Linked DNA regions of Mus musculus: region 2 is linked to region 1. Evidence: chromatin contacts called from public HiChIP or PLAC-seq data. All regions are on one chromosome and are shown on one strand. Each heading gives the region's core, a stretch centred on a gene start, on an enhancer-like site or on the middle of the called end of the contact. The rest is flanking DNA. Distances are from core to core; before and after follow the strand shown. Region 1 holds the start of Mex3d (mex3 RNA binding family member D). Region 2 has its middle 13 kb from the start of Gm40716.

What was found. HiChIP or PLAC-seq counts read pairs in DNA pulled down with a chosen protein or histone mark.
Region 2: a contact with region 1 is called in an HNF4G HiChIP or PLAC-seq map of pancreatic cancer cells. The contact joins the enhancer-like site here to the promoter of Mex3d in region 1. A contact is called at or near these places in 15 of 39 promoter capture datasets (the 3T3-L1 cell line, 3T3-L1-derived adipocytes, the C10 cell line and 12 more), 3 of 15 datasets of contacts at CTCF or cohesin (CD8 T cells, the NIH/3T3 cell line and large pre-B cells), 2 of 484 Hi-C or Micro-C datasets (pro-B cells and uterus), 7 of 115 datasets of contacts at active chromatin or transcription factors (the 230-238 cell line, embryonic stem cells, pancreatic cancer cells and 1 more) and 3 of 9 other capture datasets (adipose tissue, liver and pancreatic islet).

Annotation. Positions count from the first base shown.
Region 1 is chr10:80,385,848-80,392,326 of GRCm38.p6, reverse strand. Mex3d (mex3 RNA binding family member D) reads left to right here and starts at 4,676. Exons shown (of 2, transcript NM_198615.2): 1 at 4,676-5,666. The coding sequence starts at 4,907. Gm30823 (a long non-coding RNA gene) reads right to left here and starts at 4,567. Exons shown (of 3, transcript XR_380610.3): 1 at 4,430-4,567; 2 at 891-1,022.
Region 2 is chr10:80,459,455-80,465,994 of GRCm38.p6, reverse strand. No RefSeq gene overlaps it. Among named protein-coding and RNA genes, the nearest start is that of Gm40716, 13 kb to the left of the region's middle. Within about 2 kb of position 4,439, at least 11 of the 459 cell types and tissues checked have an H3K27ac peak or open chromatin away from gene starts, as enhancers often do. A contact at or near this core is called in pancreatic cancer cells, where this site is marked.

The DNA.
Region 1 (6,479 bases), core at 3,427-5,926:
GGGGTGTGTAGCCCAGTGAGCGAGTCAGTCTGTGGATACACCCCAGTGACTGAGCTCGGCCACCCTAAATCAGATCAGGGTCTTGTTCCCCAGCCTAGACAGCACTCAGGGCTGGAGTGGTGCCTTTTGTCCTCATCCCAAAAGGACCACCCAGCTACCCTGTCACATGGACTTATATGGGGCAGCCTCCTGCAGTGAAGGTTCTGGGTTCTCATTAGAGGCCAACCATTGTAACCTGAGCCACCCACTCCAGAGGACCCAGAGTTTGTACATTTCTCTAACATAGGTAGGGACTGAGAGCCCTAGCATCTGTGGGCTGGAAGATAAAAGTTGTCATACAGGAGGCTCCTTCTGTTATAGGCCACCAACCTGTGACAGGCACACAGGTCTAAGATGCGACCACCATAGAAGGAGCCCCCATCCCTGTTCTCTGTCCCTGTTCCACTGAGGGTGGCCTTCAGATAGGGCCTTCCACAAGCCCTATCCAACGTAAGCAGCCCATGGTCAGGCTCTTAGGTCAGGGGGCCCCTGCAATGGGTACTGGGCAGGCTGGGAGTCCCCAGGTTCCACGAGGGCAGTGATGGCTCCCTGCTGCTGGGCCTCATACTCTAATCTGCAACATGCCAATTGAGGACACCTGAGTCTGATGACAATGTAGGGCAAGGCCACCTAGCTTTCCCTGGTGACAGTGATGTTCCTCTGCACCTCCAACCCTTTCATCTTTTTAAAATCTCCTGTCACATGTGTCATCCAGGTCACCCAGCAACCCCACAGCCCGCCTGCTGTCCTGCAGCCACCACAAACTTGCTCAGCCCAATACCCCACCCCCGGGGCCATGTTTCTGTCCAGCCAGTGTGACAAAGGATGGTGGCACCAGAGGTAAAGCTTACCTGCATGGGGTCATCCATTTGCCAGAATGTTGCTAGGCCATGAGTAGGAAAACAAGGTTGTAATGTACCAAAGCCAAGCCAGTATGCCACAGACAAGCTCACAGTGGGACTCTGTAACAGTAAACTCCAGACCTGGAGAAAGCAGGAAACAACCATGAGGACAGGCATCAGGAGGATAGGGCCTCCTTTGGGATGATGGGAAATTCTGGAACTATATGGAGGAGGCTCATGATTTTAGCGCTGGGGATGGAACCCAGACCACTGTGCTGCCCACCAAGACTCGACCCTGGACATGGACTCCAACATGGATTCACTTCCAAATGAATCAAAGGGCTGCACATTTAGCTTTATTGTCATTAAGGGAAGCTTGTACCAAGGCTCAGCAAAGTGACCCAGGCTACCTTCCCTTCCATAAAGGGGCTGCAAACTGCCTCCTCATCTCTCTGTAGCTGTTCACATCTTTAATTCCACAGCGTTGGAGTAAAGGTCTGAGGGCAGGGTCCAGGGCGTCAGGTGCCGCTGGCAGGCTTGGAAGCAAGTGCCTGTCCGTGCTTTCAGGAACTTGAGGTGTGCACCCTGTGTGAGCAGCACATACAAAAGCCGCAAGGGCTCAGAACCCTAGGACTGGGGTTACAGACAGTTGTGAGCCACCATGTGGGTGTTGGGAAGTGAACCCGAGTCTTTGGGAGAGCGGCCAGAACTGTAAGCATTGAATCACGTCTTCCTCGTATTTATTTCTTAGTTTGTTTAGAGATTAGGATGAACATAGGCTCGGCTGCACTCCACTGCTGAGACTCACCACAGCCCTCCAAGTGTTGAGTTTATCTTAGGTTACTTTGCTTTATTGGTTTATGTTGTTCATGGTGTCTGTGTGTGTTCATGCATGCCTGTCGTAGTCCACCACAGCTGATGTCACCCCTCAGGTCCCTTCCAGCAGGTCACTGGCAGGGTCAGGGCCTACCATATCAGGATTTTACATGCCTACGTCTTGGGGATGTGACTCAGGCCCATCACAGTGGCAGGGCAAGTACTTCACCCAGTGTTGGTTCCTGGGGTCAGTTCCACACCCGAAAGGCTCCTCCAGGGAAATGCCCCAGCAGCCTCACCTGAAACCCTCCCTGCACTGTCTCTAGAACTGGGCTCTCTGCATGCTGGGTAAGAGAAATGCCCTTATGCTGTTGATGTTTATAGATAAGATCTTTCTCTCTAGACCAGGCTAGCCTCAAACTCAAGGAGACCCACCTGCCTCTGCCTCCTGTGTGCTGGGATTGAAGGCGTGAGACACCATACTCAGTTTACCCCTTGGTCAGAGGCAAGTGGATCTCTTGAGTTCGAACAGCCTGGTCTACAGAGTGAGTTCCAGGACAGCCAGGGCTACACACAGGGAAAAAAAAATGTGTACACCTGAGTTTCTGTCTGTGCACCACATGCATACAGGAGCCCTAAAGGTCCAAAGAGGGCAGTGGGTCTCCTGGGAATGGACTTACAAGCAGTCGTAAGCTGTCATGTCGGTGTTGGGAACTGAACCCAGGTCCCTACAAAAGCAGTGAGTTCTCTCTCTGCCCCCACAGACTTAGTTTGAGACAGAGTCTCTTGCTGAACCTGGAACTCAGGAATTAGGCTAGGACCACTGACCTCGATGCACAGGGTCTCCTGTCTTCACCTCCCAGGTGTTGGGATCGCAAACACTCGGCTATAATTTAAATTTGGAGCCTCACCATTTTGAGGCTGTCTCTTTCCGAATCTTGGAAGGCTACTTGAGGTGCCTCTGGTGCTCAGCTTCACACCCCCTCCTCTCTCCCCTCCCTCCTGGTCCACAGCTTCACATCTGAGTGTCTCTGCCCTCCATCTCTGCTCACAGCCAGTAGTTCAAACTCTGGCTGGGTGGGCAGAAGTGACCCGCTTGACTGCGTGCAGCCCAGGTTAGCCTCTGGCTTTGAATACCTGCCAAGGCTGCTGAAGTTTCTGCCAAGTCAAGGACAAGGACTGTAGCTGGGGCCCAGGGAATGGCTAGACATAGATGTTAGGAAGAGGAGTCAGTACTTCCTTTTTTTTTTTTTTCCTTTTCTCCCCGCCCTCCTGAAGCAAGGTTTCTCTTCATAGTCTTGTCTGTACTGGAATTCCCTGTGTAGACAAGGCTAGCCCCAAACTCACAGAGAAACTGCCTGTCTGCCTCCCAAGTCCTGTGCCACTAGCATCCAGCTTTGATTTAACAATAATCTAAGTATAATAATAATAGTAATTATTATTAAACTGGCTCTTAATTCACAGCCCTGGCTGACCTGGAACTTCCTGAGTAAACTAGGATGGCTTGGGACTTAGAGGTGTGAGCCATGGTACCCTACTGGCTCTTGACCTTTTATTAGGGTCAAGGTGGCTTCTGGGCAGAAGAACTAACACACTGGGGGTGTGAGGACACTCTGTGTTCCAACCTGCACTTGTGTTCATGATGGTTGTAAAAGTGACAGGAAGGCATGGATTGGGGGAGGGGCACTGTTGTGGCTAAGAACGCTGCAGAATGGAGCGGCCTCTGCCCCAGACCCTGGGACACAACTGACCTGAGGTTGCAGTCAGCTGTAGGCAAGGACCCAGACAAGGTCCATCCTGTTCCCTGTTCATGAGAAATCTCAACAGGAACTCTGAGGTATATGCAACAGCTGGGGACAGTATGGCCCTGGAGGTAGGCAGAGCCTGTGGAAGAGGCTGCCTTCCTCAGAGCCCAGCATCTCCAGTGAGGGTCGTCTCAAATGATTATGGGCAGTGTCTGCTGGGAAGCGATTCACCCCACAAGTTCTAAGTGCTTATGTCTAAGTTTGGGTGTACACAACCCCCTCCACCCCCAAGGATGAGCTGTTGGGAAAGGCTTGACTTGGGGAAAGGGACCTCTGGCTGCCCAGACACCATGCCAGGAAGGACGTGACTCGGGGAATGGGTCCCCAAGTCATTAAATGTGCTTGGGATAGAGGCGCCGTCGTCAGGAGGAGGACAGAACCAGCTGGAAGAACACAGCACAGGAGCTGGCGCCACCCTGTTACTCAGAGTGGGTTCCATGACTGAGGGTGAGGTGGGGGACCAGAGTCAGTGTGGTACCCTAAACTAGAGAGTCCCCAGGTGCACATAGGTAGAAATCCCCGGCTTCTGGAGGGCAAGGACAGCCTGGGGCAAGCCAGGTACTAGAGAATATTGCCTTTACGATGTAGTCACAGTGTAGGGGCTGATGTGAAAGAAAACACCGTGTGGCTGCGAGGTGATCCCTGCCAGAGGGTCCCCAAGGTCTCCAGGCACACGGGGAGGATTTCCCTGCTCTCGAAGAGCGAGGACTGACTAGAGAAGAAAGACACAGGAGGGGGACTCCACACTTTTGAGCACAGAGATGATTTTGTGGGATCGGGGAAGGGGAAACACAGTGTGGCCGCCAAGTGATCCCTGATAGAGGTCCCGAAGGTCCCCTGGCGGGCACTGGGAGGAGGCCGGGGAAGCCAGGGGTGATGGCGAGGGCTCCTGGAGCACACGACCCTCCCCATATCCCCGGGACGCACCAAGGTGGCTCAGAACTGCGGGCTCCGCCGACCCACCTGTGGCGCCTCCCGCACGTGCGGGCGGGCCAGGGGGAGGGGGAGAGGGAGGAGGAAGGGGAGGGTCCGCACCCTGGGCGGGGGCGGGGCAAACACGTGACTGCCGGCCCGGCCCGCGCGTGCGCAGCGGCGTTGCCCATTGTTGGCCGCGGTGACGTCGCGGGGCGGGGCCGGGGCGGGGCGGCGGGAGGGCGGAGGGAGGGAGGGCACGAGCGTCCCGTGCCACCGCCGCCGCCGCCGCCGCCGCCGCCGCCGCCTCGGCCGCCCAGGAGCCGCCGCCAGCCCTGCCACAGCGCCACCGCCCCGCAGCCCCGCGTCCCCGCAGCATCCCCGCGCCGCCGTCCCCGCCCCGCCGCTGGATGCCGGCGGCCGGCGGCCGAGCTCGCAGACGCGGAGGGCGGCGCGGGCGGCGGCGGCGGCGCGGGCCCGAGCGCTAAAGCCATGCCGGGCTCCACCGGGCAGCCCGACGCGGGCGGCGCGGGAACCGGGACCACCGCCGGCGACCCCGGGCATCCGCACCCTGCACTCGCGGGAGCCGAGGATGCCGCGCCCCGGCCGCCACCCGAGCCCGACGACGCGGCCGCTGCGCTGCGCCTGGCGCTGGACCAGCTGTCCGCGCTCGGGCTGGGGGGCGCGCGCCCCGGAGATGAAGGGATGGCGACACGCAGCGCGGACGGGGCGACAGAATGCGGAGAGGATGAGCCCGCGCCCCCCGACGAGCTCGAGGTGGCCGTGGCGCCCCCGGTGACTGGTGCGCCCTCGATGGGCGTGGGACCCTCGATGGCCCTGGCACCCTCGGTGACTTGTGCACCCTCGATGGCCCTGGCACCCTCGGTGACCAGTGCACCCTCGATGGCCCTGGCACCCTCGGTGACTTGTGCACCCTGCATGGCTGTGGCACCCTCGGTGACGGTGGCACCCTCAATGGCACTGACACCCTCGGTGACCCTGGCACCCACGATGGCCGTGGCTTCTTCGGTGGCCCCCGGCGGGCTGCCTCTTTTGGACCCCGACGTGAGCCCCCGGCCATCACCCCCAGACGTGTTCGCCAGCTTCGCGCCACACCCGGCTGCCCTGGGTCCCTCGACGCTGCTGGCTGAGCAGTTGAACGTGATCGGGAGTCGCAAGAAAAGCGTGAACATGACCGAGTGTGTGCCGGTGCCCAGCTCGGAGCATGTCGCGGAGATCGTGGGTCGTCAGGGTGAGTGGCTGCCGTCGAGGAGTGCAGGGGCGCGCTTATTCTCCTGGATAAATATTGAGGGGGGCACGTATGTATTGGTGGGAGGAAGGGACAAGCTGTGGCCCGTTCTAGCCCAGGGTGAATGTGACCAGGAGACCCCAGGGACACGCCCCGTGTGGAATCTAGGCCTCGGTGGATTTCTTGGCGCCTTTGTTCAAAGCTGCCGGCTGCTGCAGAAGTTGGGCACTGCCCAAGCTGTGGCCACAACCGCGGCCTTTGTCTGGGTTCCTAGGGACAACCACAGTCCATGTGCCATAGCTGGGGGACACCTTAGGACATAGGCCCCTTAGAAGCAGCTAGGGCTGCCCCCCACCCACCCACAGATAGGCATGGGGCGGGGCCAGCTTAGACTTGCTAGCCCAGGGAGGGTGCCCGGAGGGCAGGATTGAAGTATAGTAGTTTAGATAGAAGGTGCCTCTCTTAGCTCTCTAGCTTGGAGGTCCGGACTAGGTGCTGTCCTCTGAGAAAATGACTATAGCCCCCAGCGAACCCTGAGCTTGAGAATCTGGCATTTATAGGAGGGTCTCCTGGCTGTAGAAGCTCTCCATGGGGTTCACCCCGCCCATCTTGACAGGCTGACCCCCAGCGGTCCCAGGGTATAGGGATCTAATCTACCCAGACATGGGGGTCCCTGCGGCAGCACTGTGGAGCTGGGGAGTGTCTCTGTTGGCCGCCCCATTGTTCTCTTTGTTCGAAAGCCAGGCTGAGATTCGCACAGTGACATCAGGCCAGCCGTTGCTCATTGGCCCTTGAGCTGCTGGGGCGGGCAGGACT
Region 2 (6,540 bases), core at 3,190-5,689, 74 kb before region 1:
AATCCACCTGCCTCTGCCTCCCAAGTGCTGGGATTAAAGGCATGTGCCACCACTGCCCAGCAATTTCTATGTTTTTAAAGAAACCAAAATTCTAGAATTGTCTCTAAACTGCTTTCATCAGAGGACCCCAAAATGCCACAGCTCTGTCCACATCAGCACTCAATTGATATTCTCAGCTTCCCTTTCTTTGGTGTGCATCCATGTGTGTCAGAGGACACCCTCAGGTGCCAGCCATCTTTCGTCTGAGGAGCACCTATAATCAGCCTGTGTGCTGTTTGGTTTCTGTTGTCAACACAACTACTTTCACCTGAGAAGAGGGAACCAGATGGGAGAGCATGCGCAGGTCAGACCTGTGTGTAATCAGGTCTGTGGGGGCATTTTCTTGATTGCCCACTGTGGGCGGCGTGATCCCCAGGCAGGAAGGCCTGGGCTGTGTGAGAAAGCAGAGGAGATGGAGAGGTTGCTCAGTGGCTAGAGCAATAGCTGCTCTTCCACAGGACCTGGGTTTGATTCTCAGCACATGGTGGTTCACAGCTAACTGTAGCTCCAGCTCCAGGGAATCTGATGCCCTCACTTTTGGCTTTTATGGGCATTGCATGTATTTGGTGCACGGACATACATGCAGGCAAAATACTTGTAGGACCTGTGCGCTGTGCCACCAAGCAGAACTGGTCAGGATGACTTGAAATTGGCAGGAGTCGAGCTGCTCCCTGCCCCTTTCTGTCCCTGCTCTGGAATTTAACCTTGACACCCCATTGAAAGGACTGTGGTCACTGGGTCACAGAGCATAAACACCTGAAGTTCTCTGTGCTAATGAGGTATTTAGTCCCCAAGTGTTCAGGCAAACTTCCCTTTCTGGTCATTCCTTCCCGCAAAAGGTATTCAATCCCTGGTTCGCTCTGAGTAAAGTACATCCATTCACATTCACCATCCAAAAAAGTCAGTATGAACAAGCAAGGGTCCTCTGTCTCTTCTTTAAGGATCGCTGTAGGGAAGGCCTCACATGAAAGGGCATAGCTTAAATCCCCGGGGAAAGCCTTCTCCTCCAGCTCCCTGTACCCTCAGCGCTCCCTAGGAATGAGACAGGTTCTGCTCCGCTGGGCTCTGCCTTCCCCTTCCAGTCCTGCGCGCGCGGACCCCATGTCTGCCTGCCAGCGCTGTGCCAGCAGCCCCAGGGTATACCAAAGCCTGGGAACCACACACAGCATTCGTCCCAGACCCCCGCTCTTTCCCGCTTCCAGTCCTGTACAGGAAACCACTGGGGACCACCCATTCCGCCGGCCTTCTGCCTGCACCCCGGCAAGGAAGCAGGGCACAGAAAATTAAAATAATTTTTCTCTCAGTTTTTGTTTTAAGGGATGAGGAGAGTGGAAAACCTCAGCTTCCCATTGTCGCCCTGAGGTCATTCCCCGGCTCTCCTCGCAGCACACAGAGGACTTGGATTCCAAGTCCCAGGAGGGAGGAGCCAGGAGCCAGGGCGTGTGTGTGTGTGTGTGTGTGTGTGTGTGTGTGTGTGTGTGTGTGTGTGTGTGTGTGTGTGTGTGTGTGTGTGTGTGTGTGTGTGTGTGTGTGTGTGTGTGTGTGTGTGTGTGTGTGTGTGTGTGTGTGTGTGTGTGTGTGTGTGTGTGTGTGTGTGTGTGTGTGTGTGTGTGTGTGTGTGTGTGTGTGTGTGTGTGTGTGTGTGTGTGCGCGCGCGCGCTGAGGGCAACTCTTGACGTGCTTGCCCCCCCCCCCCGTCACCCCCCCCCCCCCGCTCCCCCGTCACTAGTTAAGCCCACCGGGTACCCGTCCCTGTATTGGCTCTCATTAACCCTTTCCAGACCACCACGCTGGGGAAGGGAAGGGAGGCAGCTAGTCACATCCCCTGCAGAGATCCTCCTGTCTCTGCCCTCTGAGTACTGAGATTAAAGGCCAGCACCGCCGCGCTCCACCCCACAGCAGTCCCCACAGACACACCCACGGGCCGGCGTGCTCGGGTGATTCTACTTGTATCTAGCTGATGCTGGAGCTGCCACCACCAGGGCACCCTGACTTTCCGAGAACTCTGGTGAATCTGGTGGGGACTCAGATCCCCACACTGGTAAAGCAAGCTCTTCACCCTCTGAGATTCCCTCCCCTTCAGCTTATCTGCTTTGGCTATTTTTAAGTGCAGCAAGGCAAAGCGGACTTATTCCGAGTCTGCTGGCTTTCCCTTTCCACGCTGTTAATTTTGCCTTTTATCTCTGTTAGCGCAGCCTCTGCTCTGCCTGGCTCTGTCAATCCTTTTCTCCCTGGTTTCCTGATGTTATTTACTCTTCCTGACTATTCCTGTAGCAACATCAGCACTTTAGGGGACAGATTCATGGATAGGAGTGGCCCCTGTATCTTGATATGCAGAATTCCCACTCCTGTTACTTCTAAACTATTCTGGAATTGTCCTCTGTGCCAATTCTTTTTCATACTTTATGTTAATTTTCTTTTTTTTTTTTTTCCGAGACAGGCTGGCCTCGAACTCAGAAATCCACCTGCCTCTGCCTCCCAAGTACTGGTATTAAAGGTGTGCACCACCACACCCGGCTTTATGTTAATTTCTAATTAGCAGATCTGTGTTCCTCTAAGACAGTATCTTCCTTCTGCAACCTAGTTTAGCCTGGAACCCAGAGTAATCCTCCTGCTGCAACTTCTCAAATTTTGAGATGACTCACGCATATCACTGTGTTTTGCTAACATATTTGTAAGCTGATATATCATTTTTAATCAAATAATTTCTTCTATGATATCGAGTTCTATGTGTTATATTTCAGTATGGAGCATTCCACTGCTGAGCCACAAATATTCCAGTCCTACTGATCTTAAGTGTTCTTTCCATACTGAGAAACAGTCCTTTATCAAAACTGTTACACACACACACACACACACACACACACACACACACACACTTTTTATTTCACAATAATATACTTTAAAAAAGAGTTGTGAAGACAATAGAGGGATTCTATCCATCTCCTACCTTTCTGCCCTCCACCACCGACCCATCTATCCACCTACCCACCCATCCATCTACCCATCCACCCACTCATCTATCCACCTATCCATCCATCCATCCATCCATCCATCTATCCATCCATCCATCCATCCACTTTTCCTCATATTTCTGTCTATGTCTGTGAAACAATCGACCCAGATTATTTTACCCCTGACCTCCACTGAGGATGATGGGAAGAGACCCTAGGTCCTCTGCCATGTGCTCTGGAGGCTCCAAGTGCCTGTGATAAGCAGAAATGGGCCCCGATGTGATGGCTGTCACAGAGCAGCAGAGTCTGTCACCCCACTAGTAGGAGCTCTGCTTTTTGGAACCAAGGATCCAACCTGATATTTCACTGCAAGCAAGTTCAAGCTCTATGTTGCTTTAAAACAGACATTTTCAGTCACGTGTGGAGCACACACCTGTCACCTCAGCATTTGAAGGCTGATGCAGGAAGATCTTGTATTCTAGGATAGACTGAACTACAGGGTTAGCGCTGTCTCAAAAACAAAATCTGGGCTTGGAGGGCTACAACGTGCCTGTAATTCTAGCCACTTGGGAGGTGGAGGCAGGACAGTGGCTGTGAGTTGGGGTCTAGCCTGGTTGGTTCCAGACTGCCCTATGTGACTAACCCCTTAAAAAATCAAAAATAAAAGCAAATCTATTTTTCAGATGTACTCAGGGTGGTTTGTCAGCAAGTGCCCTGGTGACTTGTGATGGGGGATGGCAAACTGGAGGCTGCGTGAGTGTATCTGAGAGGGGTGAGGGCTCAAAGGACAGACAAGGTGTCAGTCACCATGGTGAAGACCTGGGTTCCAGGCCTCATGCTGAGCACCCACCAGACAGCTCAACCTCATGGGATCCCCAGCTTCAGTGAAGCATTATGTCTTCAAAAGCAAGGAAGGGGTGGCAAGAGGGCACAGCAGGGGCTTGCAGCCAATCCTGGCCACCTGAGTTCAATCCCCAAGACTCCAAGACTGAAGGAGAGCACCAACCATGGGCAAACTACCCTTTCATCTCTCTCTCTCTCTCTCTCTCTCTCTCACACACACACACACACACACACACACACACACACACAAAACACAATAAATAAATGTAATTTTTATAGTAAAAAACTCAAAACTAGGAGCAACAGAAACACTCATGACATCACCTCTGGCTTCCATTCACATGAACATTCTCACAAAATAAAATCAAACGGAGACAGCACTTACTTGCAAGCGTGCCCCTTGGGGCTTTGACTGGACTCTCTGGCCTCATGGGTTTTGCTCAATGAGATACATTGGGGTTCAGTCCAAAGGATCCCCCTGGACACACTGTTCTATCAGCAGTTCTATAGAGCCTCACCCCTCGCTCCAGGCAGAGTCTCCTGTTAGCCCCGGTCTCTCTAGATGGCCATCTACTTCACTGTGGGTTCCTCAGACCACAGACTGGTGCAGCCAAAACCACAGAGCAGGGATTCCCGGGAAGCCAAGACCATGAGGTAACAGATGGGTCTTCATGGATGCGAACCCGGAAGAACCCCTACCACAGGGGCCTTCATTTCCCTCAGCTTCGGGGCTTCCTGCCTGCCAGGGGGGTCCCTCACCTCCTGAGCCTCAGCCCTCGGGAGGAATTTTCTAGAGATCTCAGCTTCTCCTTCAGGGTCCAAGAAGCACAAGGAAGAAGACAGACTCGGCTGGTCCCTGAGCAGTGCTGAATACCTGAAACCTCAGTATTTGGAAGGCTAATGCAGGGGAATTGCTGTGAGTTCCAAGGCCATTCTGGGCTACAGAGTGAGCCCATGCCTCTGCAAACCAAAACAACAAAAGACAGGAAAGAGGGGAAAAAATGAGCCAGAAAGATACACAGTGAAGGGGGGAGGGAGGGAGAAGCCGGGAGAACCTTCCAGAACTCTCAGAAGCCAGACACCCTGTGTGGGCAGCCTGCAGTTGATCTGGCCACAGCACATTTGCCTGACCAGCTACTGATCTGCTGTGGCCGAGGTGGAGTACCACTGGGACGGGCCACGCAGCACTGGCCTCAGGTTCTCCCCACCTGCGGATATTTCTGTCTCTGTGATCTGTGATCCTCTGGGAATTGCCACCACTCAGAGAACACAGCCCTGTCAGCATGCTGGGTTGCTCCCAGTCTCTACCCCAACCTCTCTGATCACCCAAAAGAAGCCTCAGAGACTCCACTCTGACAGGATGTAGGGATAGAGGAATGCAGCTCCCAGTGGGATATGTTTGTCCTGGGACTTGAAAGCCTGGGACTTACCCTGGGTCTGTCTAGGGCAAGCTCAGTCCTCAGAACCAGACAGAACTGGATCCCAAGCCTACCTAGCTTGCCCTGGTCAAGCTTCATGTTCAGTCATGTGAAAGGGGACAGTCCCCATGCCCTGTGCCTTGGCAGGAGGCTGCTAGTTTGGCATACACCGACTGCACTGACCCTAGTCCAGGCCTTCCCACATCTTTGTATAACAGACCCATGTCCCTGAAGAGGGTCCAAGGGTTAAAAGTGAAGGAGACCGGTGTCTCCAGGTCTAGAATGCTGAGTCAGCTTGTTTGTTGGGCCCAGCTCAGAAGAGAACCTGCTATACACCACGTGGCACGTCTGGATTATTTTGTAAATGAGATCTCTGAACTGAGTAACTACAAACCCCTTCCCCACCATTAGCACCAGGTGCAACCGTGCGCCCTGTTATCTCAGTACTCAGAGGCTGAGGCAGGGCAGTCTCAGAGATAGAGGCCAGTCTGAGCTACAGAGTTAGGTCCTGGGTCAAACAACATCAATAATATATTTTTAAAAATAAGAGGCTTGCTGGACATGGTGGTGCACACCTTTAGTCCCAGCACTTGGGAGGCAGAGGCAGGTGGATCTCTGTGAGTTCAAGGCCAGCCTGGTCTACAGAGTGAGTTCCAGGACAACCAGGACTACACAGAAAAACAGTGTCTCAAAAAAAAAAAAAAAAAAAAGCAAAGGGAGGGTGGGTGGAGGCTCAGCAGAGGTGAAGGCAGGAGGCGAAGGCTTGCCTTTCGAGCAGGAAGACCCTGATCCACACCTGGCACCAGCTGCACATGTGGTGAGTGCCTGCCATCCCAGCACTGGGAAGACAGGAGCAGAAGGATCACCACGGGCCCTGCCAGCCATCTGAGCTGAGCTCCAGGCCAGTGAGAGCCTCTGGCTCCAAAACAAGTCAGAGCAGGAGGACACATGGCGTTGGCCTCCACCCACGCACATAAAAACACGGGGACACGGGCATGAACATGTACACACATGTGCACACATGTGCGCGCGCGCACACACACACACACACACACACACACACACACACACACACAAATCAAACAGCATATTGAATGATTAAGGCTTCACCCCTGACTCAAACAGGCTGGAGCGTTAGGGAGGTGACACAGAGGGACTACAGGATGCTATCCATGCTACTGGGTGCCACTGGCCAACCTCATGATCTGTGTCCAGAGCTGGCCTGAAGTGGCCAAGGCTTCTCCACCCCCAGCCACCCCCAGGATCACAGGACTTGGCTCCTGGCC